Regions from separate parts of the Mus musculus genome. Here regions 1 and 2 are each linked to region 3. A link is a contact called in public Hi-C and HiChIP or PLAC-seq data. All regions are on one chromosome and are shown on one strand. The core of a region is the stretch at or near the end of the contact, and the rest is flanking DNA. Distances in the headings are between cores, read along the strand shown.

The links. Hi-C and Micro-C count contacts between places; a contact is called where the count stands out from the background. HiChIP or PLAC-seq counts read pairs in DNA pulled down with a chosen protein or histone mark.
Region 1: a Hi-C map of cerebellum shows a contact between it and region 3, with 2.1 times the contacts expected there. The contact joins the enhancer-like site here to the promoter of Ntm in region 3. A contact is called at or near these places in 3 of 484 Hi-C or Micro-C datasets (cerebellar granule neurons and cerebellum) and 4 of 115 datasets of contacts at active chromatin or transcription factors (VIP interneurons, embryonic hindbrain, forebrain and 1 more).
Region 2: an H3K27ac HiChIP or PLAC-seq map of embryonic stem cells shows a contact between it and region 3, with 5 times the contacts expected there. The contact joins the enhancer-like site here to the promoter of Ntm in region 3. A contact is called at or near these places in 1 of 484 Hi-C or Micro-C datasets (cerebellar granule neurons) and 7 of 115 datasets of contacts at active chromatin or transcription factors (VIP interneurons, embryonic forebrain, embryonic hindbrain and 3 more).

What each region holds. Positions count from the first base shown.
Region 1 is chr9:28,567,390-28,570,838 of GRCm38.p6, forward strand. The region is part of intron 2 of Opcml (opioid binding protein/cell adhesion molecule-like); the gene reads left to right. Among named protein-coding and RNA genes, the nearest start is that of Gm39313, 170 kb to the left of the region's middle. Within about 2 kb of position 2,187, at least 44 of the 459 cell types and tissues checked have an H3K27ac peak or open chromatin away from gene starts, as enhancers often do. A contact at or near this core is called in cerebellar granule neurons, cerebellum and forebrain, where this site is marked.
Region 2 is chr9:28,551,530-28,554,727 of GRCm38.p6, forward strand. All of the region lies in intron 2 of Opcml (opioid binding protein/cell adhesion molecule-like), which reads left to right. Among named protein-coding and RNA genes, the nearest start is that of Gm39313, 160 kb to the left of the region's middle. Within about 2 kb of position 1,277, at least 4 of the 459 cell types and tissues checked have an H3K27ac peak or open chromatin away from gene starts, as enhancers often do. A contact at or near this core is called in embryonic stem cells, where this site is marked.
Region 3 is chr9:29,411,377-29,414,553 of GRCm38.p6, forward strand. It overlaps Ntm (neurotrimin), which reads right to left and starts at 1,309. Exons shown (of 7, transcript NM_001357602.1): 1 at 180-1,309. The coding sequence starts at 346.

The DNA of each region.
Region 1 (3,449 bases), core at 937-3,436, 840 kb before region 3:
TGTCAATTAACATAATCAAGATAATTTTCTACAAGCATGCCCAGAGGCCCTCTTCCCAGGTGATTCTAGACTCTGTCCAGTTAGCAATTAACCCTAAATATCACAGACACAAGATATTAACAGTGGGAGAACAGCACAGAAAAGGGGACCAGTTTATCTTACCTGCTAGCTGGACATGGTGACACACACCTGTGACCCAGCACCTACAGAGTGGAGACAGGAGACTGACAGTTTTGAATGTCATTCAAATGAATTTTAGAAACCATAACTCAAAAAGAAAACGAAATCTGCTTCTTGGAAATAGTCGTCTTGTTAGTTGAAATTATTATCTAATGCATTTTTCATAGAGAGCCCCTCTTTCAAACTTTGAGGTTATATATAGATGGGGAGTTTAATCCCATTATAGAAGTAGAACACAAGGATCACCAACGCTTTGGCTGCGAGGGCCCAGCCTCAAGGGATCAGACGTTTTTAAGTGCCAAGCTCTAGATCTCAAGCTCAATGTCCTACCTCATCATCTGTTTGTTGCAGTGCCTATTGTTGTGGGCCAGGGCTTGTGTGATAAGCGGAACAACCTGTAGTCTATGTACTGTATCTTGAGCGGTAGGTCAGTGCTTACCAGCTATGTAGCTATGTTGCTTACTGCATTAGTAAAAAGTAATAGAGTTAAGAAGTGGGGCTTCTTACAGTGCTTGGATGAGATCAGCAGGATAAGCTGAGTGGGCTGCATATTTTGAACTTCCCAAAGATGCATTTGTATGAGATAACATTATAGGAGAGTGGTCCTTACCCTTCCCAATGCTGCAACCCCTTCCTACAGTTTCTGATGTTGTGGGGACCCCCAACTATAAAATTACTTTTGTTGCTATGCCATAGCAATAACTTTGCTACTGTTATGAAACATAGTGCTAGTATCTTTGGAGATAGGATTTGCCAGAGGGGTTGTGATCCGCAAGTAGAGAACCACTGTTTTAAGGAGGATCTTTGTTAGCTTGGGCCCTGGAGAAACTTAATGTTTGAGTTAAAGCCTATTTAAAATGGGCCACATTATAGGTAAAATGGGACAGCATGATACAATATCTACACAGGCAGGCTGTATTGTAGGATGAGATCATTGAACGTCAAATCTTTCCAGTTCCACAAGGACCGGGGATTAGTGAGAGCCACTAAGGACAGTCTTCTCTTCCTCTGTATTCCCAGGAGTCAAATAACATGTGTGTGGCAAGAATCTGTTTATTCAGAACGACTATGGAATCGACAGAATTATTTCTAAATACGTTTAAGCCCAGTGGACTCCCTTAAACCTGTTGTGACACAGTCACAGCCACGAGAAAGGAAGAGGGGACACAAAAATTAAAGAGATAGAAGAAACAGAGAGCTTTCAGAAGAGTTCACAGACAATGGCTGAGCATGTACCACCCAAGGAGAGAGGATCAAAGTGAGTTCCCTGTGAATCAGGCTCCAAGTTTGATTTTCAATCGTGAAGAAAGTTCTAGAATGTGGGTGCAGAGCAGTTTCTACATAGAGCGGGCTCACCAATGTGAAGGTTAATTATGAGGCAAGAAGATGCCCCCATGAGGTGAGGTTTTCTGTGGCTGCTTTTTGTTGGCATCTCCAGGAGAGTGCGAGTACAGAAGAGGCCCTTTGATAGCCACGTTGGCAGCCGTCGACTCTCCCTGTGGTCCAGCAGGTTAATGTACCACTGCCAGCCCTCCAGAGTGAGGCAATCAGAAGCACGGCTTGATAGAAATAAAATGCAGTGTGGGGCTGAGAAGGGAAGTCTGCAGTTGGTAGCTCAGCTCCTGGCAAAACCCTCCTCCAATCAAGGCTTCCCTGGAAGGCAGTATTAGCAGAGTGGCTTAGGGGCACCTGTGATGCTTAGATTAATCTCGCCTTTTTGTTTTCTTTCCGGTCTATCTGGGCACCGCTGAGTGCAAGAATTTATGTTGGCTTCCTTCCTAGAAGGGAGCTACAGGCTGCAGAAAGAGGAAGTGTCATCATATGTCACCTCTCCCAGTGTCTCTGTGGCTGTCAGTCTGTCGCTCTGCCCCTCCTTGCCCATCAGCTCTCCTTTTTACATTCTCCTGTGATGTGATGCTGTGTCTCCCAACAGAGCAATGGTAACAGCACTGATACCCCACCCACAAAGGCGCTTTCTTCTCTTCTGGTATGTCAGCTCAGGCTTTCTAGAGGGAAATTAAGTGACTGGAAGGAAAGGGAACTGGGGCTTTGATCAGATGTCACTGTGGGGCCAAAGCTGCTTCCCACCCTTTGCAGACATCTGTAGCAAGTTATCTAATGTCATGGGGACTATCTTTAGGGGCTATTTTTGAAATGTTAAACAACCACTATCCCACAGTGCCTTGCAGCATTTGATTTAAGCAGTAGAGTCATTTTCTGAAAAATAAAAACCTCAGTGTAATGAACTAGTGGATGGACTCCTACTGTTTAGGAATAGAAAGGCTAAAGAAGTTTACAGTCGGTACTCCTCACTTGGGGACCACAGCACACACACCATCCTGGGGGGTGGGGTAACAGGGATCACCTACCCCATATGCATAACCTTCTCGGTGGGTGAGTGGGTGGGTGTGTAGGTGGGATAGCAGATGTTGCCTAGCCCCAGAAGTTTTTCCATTGGAAGTCAAAGGCTGGATTTTCTAAATTGTTGGAGTGGCTCTTTCCCAGCACATATCTGACTATTAATCACCATGGCATGCTGAACAGCACTTGTGACTTTTTTTCATGTTCTTTCCAGACTGGTTGCAATTAGGTTATGCTTTTAGATCTTAGAGCTTTGATAATAAGGTTCTTAGTATTCTGGAGAAGGGCTTAGGCGAAAATAGTGCTTGCTAGTAATTTCTTCCTATTTTTGCTGGGTCCAGTGGCAGAGGAGTGAATTCGGGGTAGTATCTTATTTCCCCCAGTATGCCAATGCCTAGCAAAACAGCAAAGGCCTTTCAGACCTAAGAATCAGTATCCTAGAAAATGCCATCTACCCTTGAATGGAACGCTGGCATGCCAAGGAGAGGTCTGGGCATAGAGGTGGGGTGGGGGGGTGGGTGGAATACAGAAGCAGAGATCCTATTCCTGTCCTCTATTCTGGCTGCTTCCACATTCCGCTGAGCTGAGCCCAGCCATGCTCCATTTATAAGAAGCAGCGTGCTAGTGTCTATCTCATGTGCTGTTAAATAGATGTGAGATGTCACCCCTATTTATTATTACAGCAGAAAACTCTTGCCTGAAGAGTCACCTTGATGAGACATGGGTTCTGGTGAAGAATCACAACCTGAAAGCTAGAGAAGCATAAAATAGAGCTTGGAGTTGAGACACTGCGAGTTTTCATTGACTTTTTATGTGGCCTTTTGGAGAATTAGATTTCCATTTTGTTATTGTTAATTGATGGAGTTTCGCAGATTTACTGGGAAATAGGGCATAGGCAGAAAATGTAG
Region 2 (3,198 bases), core at 27-2,526, 860 kb before region 3:
AATGTGTATAGTTACATCAAGAAAGCAGAAGGTGAGTTTTCAGAGAAAAGAGTTAGAACTCGTTTTTTGCAGAACTTGATGAATATGCAGGTAAAAAAAATGCAAAGGAGAGTTCTGAGACAGAGAAATACATTTAATACATTTTAGCAGTGAGATTGAATTCTACAGTAGCTCTTCAGTTATAATCAGAAGAAAAGAGGGCCTACAATTAAGGGCTAAGAAGCCTGAATATTTAGTAGTTGAACACATTATAAAAAGATAGATACATTTTTCTTGGTTAGTTGTGAATAGTCACATAATAAAAAATAATAACGGTGTATATACAGCATGCAAAGTCCTTGTGCTCTCCAAGATCGATGTTAACAGGGGCTTATCTCACCTTCACAATGATTCCATTCAAAAGACCAGTCAAGGTGTACTGGCCCCACTTTACAAGCATGGCAAAGGAAGCAGGCTATATGATTTGCTATCATTTAGCAAACACTAAATTACTTGTAGAAATATTCATAATGCAATTTTTGACTCATTATAAAATAGATTCTGTCATATCTACTTATTATTTAGGTAGATATTTTTTTGTTTATGATTAAGTAATATGGGCTAAGAATTTGTTCACAGGCATCAAGTCAAAGGATGGACTTTTTATCAATAATATGCACACTGAATTTTGGATGTGACTTGTTTATTACACAGTGGGAGTTAGAGTATTCAATAAGAATTTATTTCCTGAATCAGGTCCAGCTGCTGACCACTCAAAAACCAATACATGGGAGAAATCAGTGGGGACGAAATCAATTTTATTTAATGGCTATTCCTAAAGATAAAGGTCTTTGCCCTCCAACAATTCTTTTAGGGAATTCTGGGGGGAAAAAAACAGGCTTCTGTTAGAGGGAAAGAGGCATGGGAGCAATGAGCAAGAAGGCTGTGTACTAAAGGGAATCTTCCTCCTATCCAGTACCCTCCCCCCTTCATCTCTAGTTAAAATGCTACATTCCAATGGACCTTGACCTCCTAGGGCCTACTATCTTCAGATAAATATATTGTTTTTCTGCAAGTTAAACCCCACAGTAATTTGCGTTCTTTGTGTTGACACAAGTGGGGAAATATGATGAGAGAGTTGCACAATCTGATGTCATTTGTAAGGCCCCAGACTCAGGGTGATCTATAAATAGAAGCTGTTTAAAGGTTAATATGTTAATCATTTAGGTGTGGCTTCCTATTAGAATTTAGAATGCTGAGCAAAAGGAGGGTAATTAACCTTGCAGAGGACAACTCAGTATTAACATTCTCAGTTACCAGGGCAGATTTGAGTGTTACTTCAGTCTAGATCATCATGGGCTCTGAGACATACCATCAGCATCACTTGAGAACTCTCCAGAAAAAGCAAATACAGTGGATTTATCTTTGGTTTACTGATTCAGAAACCTTGATATGTCCCTGTAACACCTCCTTGTGATTATGCTGGTGTCTGCACTGTCCTAGATTAGAACTTCACTCTGTATGCTGCACAATTCCTGCCCTTTAGTCCTAACTCTATCTATCAAGGAGGAGCAAGGATCTCAAAAATTTTAAGTTCACTTTTTAACTCTTATGTTTCAATTTTGATTGGAATTTTTTTTTTTTTTTTTTTTTTTTTTTTTGGTTAGCCCTAGCTGTCCTGGACCTCACTTTGTAGACCAGGCTGGCCTCGAACTCAGAAATCTGCCTGCCTCTGCCTCCCAAGTGCTGGGATTAAAGGCGTGTGCCACCACGCCCGACATGTTTCAATTTTGAATAATGATAAAAGTATGTCTATAATATATTCATTTTAACAGGCACAGCTTAAGTGCCTACTATCTATAACTGTTAACTAGATTAAAAAAAAAAACACCTACTTAACACAATCCAATTTGAGAAATTGAAGGCAACTAAATCTATATTGTCATAATTGTCTTCTCACTGATGTGCCTTTCTCATGGTAATCTCAAAGTCTGTCTAAAATACTCCTATTCCTGAAAGGCATGGAAGGTAGATAGTATTTCTCCCTGCCAGGTGGGTAGGAGAAGGAAATGGGAGCCATACAGGAAATTCCAGATGTCAGAATTGCAGCTGTTTCTTCATCTTCCTTGGTGACAGTAAAATCGCTTACTCTGAGTCATCCTAGAATATGCGACTGAATACCACCCCCATTTCCTTTCACTTTAGTTATCACCTTAGGTTTGTACAATTGTGTGTAATTTTAAATTCATCATTATACTCAAATGCCTAATTTTGGTTGGTGCTTTAATTATTACGTCATTTTGGCTGTTAGATGAGTTACAGCTGAAGTAATTAACAGTATTTACTTTCATTAATGGCAAGCTTCATTCTTCTTCTCTTCCACAATAACCTTAATGAAAGCTTTCAAAATGGGAGAAAAAAACTCCAGAGTGAGAAAATGCTACAAGCCCTGCTGGTTGCACAAGGAGAAGAGCTGGGGTAGGAATCGTGGTTAAGAGTGATGTATAAGTCAGAAATCCTTGAGGATGGTTTCCAACAGGCAGTCTCTGGTGGGCTGATGGGATAAGGGCTGTTACATTCTATCTGCTCTAGCAGGAACAGTGATTCAAACATGGGTCCCTGTGTTTGACACAACTGCAGGCTCTTTGGGGGAAATATATTGCTTTAAATCTCAACTGATCAAGGGCTGGGGTAATGGCTTAATGGATATGTGTGCTTTTTGAATAATCACAAAGTCCTAAGTTCAAATCCCCAGCACAATAGATGAAGCTTTTTCTCTAAGATACTTTTGCCTGCTTTCCTTTCTATAGGAAAAGCCAAGATTCTACAGGTCTAGAGCATGCGCCTACCTACAAATTCTTAGGTCCCAGAAAGTCAGGACAAATGGCTACCTGTGGTACCTATTAACATGCTAGCCAGCTCTCCACTGTCACTTAGTGCCTGTGGTTCCTCTCAGCTCTCCCAGAATCCCTCAGTACCTGTGACTCCTCCCAGGGTTTCTCATCCTGCTGCCTACCCTAAATCTCTCCTTCCCAGGCTCAGGCTACAACTTCCCTAACTCTAGCCTGATCCCTGTATATTCCAGCCATTTTGACTACACTGGTCTCTTGGCTTATTGTCCCAGGCAACCTCTTGGTCAGCATCTCCTCTCTTGCTCTACCCCTCTCCTCTCAGGTTTATTCTGCCAGCCATGTTCAGCCTGGACTTTTCCTTCTGTCT
Region 3 (3,177 bases), core at 59-2,558:
CATTACCCTGAGGTTGCCACATTCCTTGGTAGAGCAGTTAGCTCATCCAGGAATTGTGCAGCGCAGCAAGCTAGGGATCTCTCCACTAGCCCTGGCTTGCTCCAGAGCACACACCCGCACCCCTGCCCCTTTGCCCCAGCCGAAACAAATCATCATTTAGTAGAGTGGCAGTTCCCTACCTGAGGGTGGCGCTCTCCCCCTGCCTGACCGTCACGTTGTCCATAGCTTTGGGAAAGGTGGCATCTCCGCTACGCACCGGCACTCCTGTGGGTACAAGGAATAGCAGCCTGAGAGACACGACCACGAGGCACTTCCAGGGCAGGAACAGGTACCCACAGACCCCCATTCTCGACAGCCACAACTTCCCAGAACTCCGGTAGTGGCACGCACACGCCCCCCGGGCGAGCACAGGAAGTGGGTGGGGTGGGGAGTGAGCGCGGGGACCCAGCGATGAACTAGCGGCGACCGCGCGATGCACTGGGAGGAGAAAAGCGCGCAGACTCCTCCAAGTCTAATATTCCTCCCCTAAATCCAGCCTCAGCTCGCAGCCTCCGAGAACCAGTTTCCACACACATCCGAGGCGGACTTTCTCCGTGCTGCCTGTAGCCAGGAAGGTGGCCAGGAAGGAGAAGCGCAAGGCAGGCAAGCAGGCGCACAGGTGCGGGTCTCAGAAGCTGCCTCTTCCCCGTAGCAGTTCAGGCATGGCACTTTGGACAGGAGTAAGCACTTTGGTATCCAACGGGGTTGTGGCTGGGTTGAATCCAGCTACCCAGATGTGGTCTACGATTCCTCAGTCGAACGAGAGGAAATCCAGCACTTTCTTAAGTTTCAGAGCAAGGCTCGGCGCCAGAAACAATCTGGAACAATAGCAGATGGAAAGTAGAGCACGCAAGAGGCGGCACGGAGGGAGCAAGGAGGCGCCTGCTAAGCCGGCTTCCTGCAATCCGGACTCGGGAATCCTGCCGCAGAGCCACGGTCAACTTGCTCAGAGCCCAGATTCGCGCTGCAGCTTGGGCTGTCTCTGCAGCGCAGCAGCAAGGTTGGAGCGGCGCGGCAGGGGCGGACCGCAGCGGTCCCTAGCCCGCTCTCTGGCTCGCTGCAGAAGACGAAGCGCAGTCGGCACCACCGGAGCCGCGGACGCCACGCTCAGCGGCCGCCCCCGGCCTCCGCGCTGCCTTCCTCCCGGGAGCAGCCCCGACGCGCGCGGGCCCCGACCGCCGGGGTTGTCATGGCAGCAGCTCCATCCCTGACCGCCACTTTCTCTCCTTGCCGACTCCAAGCGATCCGGCTGGCGGGAGGCACGGACTGTGCGCTCATCCTGGCGGGTGCGGGGCGCGGGCGCCCACCTTAACCCCCGCCGCGCCGGGCCAGGGCAGGGCGGTGTACCACCTCTGGCCACCGTTTTAACCATTTCCGGATTTGAAGAGCTAGCTCTTCGCAATTAAGAAGACAAAGTTACTGTGAGGTCTTAATAACCCTAGACATCTTAATAAGGGTCACAAACTAACTAGGAAGAGAAGAGCCTGCAGCATGCATATGTGCACCTTTAAAATGGTCAAATTAATTCTATCAGCATTGAGAGTACATTTACAACGTTAGGAAGATGCTTTAAATAATCTCATTTTTATTCAATGTTACACCACCCTTTGCACTACACCCACCCTCTTAAAACCCCGCAGACTCAACACAGCCATTCTAAGAGATAGTCCACGTAAAATATAAATGTGGAAATTCCAGAAGGACCTTGGTTGATGGAGTGAGCAAAATCCCTTTAAAATGTTGGTCAAGTTCAACACAGCCTTTTTTCAATTCCCCAACCTCACCCCAGACACTGAGAATGCTAACTGGGTAAAAGGTACACAGGCATGGGCCAGTGTAAGCCACAGCCTTGTTTATAAAGAAGATTCTCTGGGTTCTGGGTTCACACTCTGGCGTACCTGATTTCATCTCCAAGAGGCGTGGCTTTCTTTAAATCTTTGAAGCCCAAAGAAAGACTGGATATGCCTGAGCTTCTGTGACTTCTCTCTGTCTGCTGCTGGTTCCTCTGTGCCTACATCATGTTTCTCCCTTCACACTAACTCTGATGGACCATGCCTGGTCCCTGTACAGGGAACAGGGTAGATCCGTTAGAACAGTGTGGGTAACGCCAATAGGCTCCCTTCCCTGGAATTTCCAGTCCTGAGCTCCCAATACTGTCCTGAATTGTTACTGGGAAAGGAATGGGGGTACACTGGTTCTGTTTATTTCCCTAGACTTTCTCTTGCATTCAGTTGGGGCACTATTTTTTTTAAAAAGTCTATGAAATAAAAGTGGGTGGGGGGGAGTGCTTCCCCAAAGCCATCCAACACCAGATACGAAGAAAACATTACTACAGAACCATTATTAACCTCAGAGGTGCTGGTACCAATGAACATTGACGCTATGGAGTCACACCAGCCGTTTCCATGTAGATAGTATGTAAGGATCCACACGTGCACCTGTCCCACAATCTCCCCCTCACACTACTACAGTGGAGGGGTGGGTAGAGGTCAGCTGTGGAATGTGTTAACCAAACTCAAAAATGGCAAAAGAAGATGAGTAAGCTAGCTTTTCTAGCTTTGTAGTTGCCCAGACACTTCTGGGCTGTGAAGTATTGAGCAGCTTTACACTGGAGGTAGCAGAGTACTTGACATCAATTCATTACCAATTCCCTATTGTCTCCTCTAGTGACTTCTTCTGATATTAAAGTCTCAGGGAACTCATTCACTATTTTGACCATACCTTTTGACGTATGGTGCCCCAAAATGCTGACTGTTGACTTATGACAGCAACAAATGGCTTTTTTTCCAAAGCCTATTTTGTCTCATTCTCCAGTGGGAAAATATGAAAATGTGAAATTAAACTGTTTGGTTCTGTCAAGAGTTTCATGAGCAGGGGCAGAAAGTGTGAGTTTCTCTTTGCTGATGAATAGGCTTCTGGGTTCAAGGCTCTTCCCTTAAATCCAGCGCATTACTAATAATCCACTAACTATCCTCCTAGGGTCCCATCACAAGCCCTCTTCCTAGATGCCACACGCATGGAAACAAACTCCTTTTGGGCTTTGGAGCCATCTCCCTCCAGACCCAGGCCTGAGAATGAATGGAGCTGACTCCTTTCATGACAAATTCTAATTCGGTCTCTTGCATCTAATTCCAAATA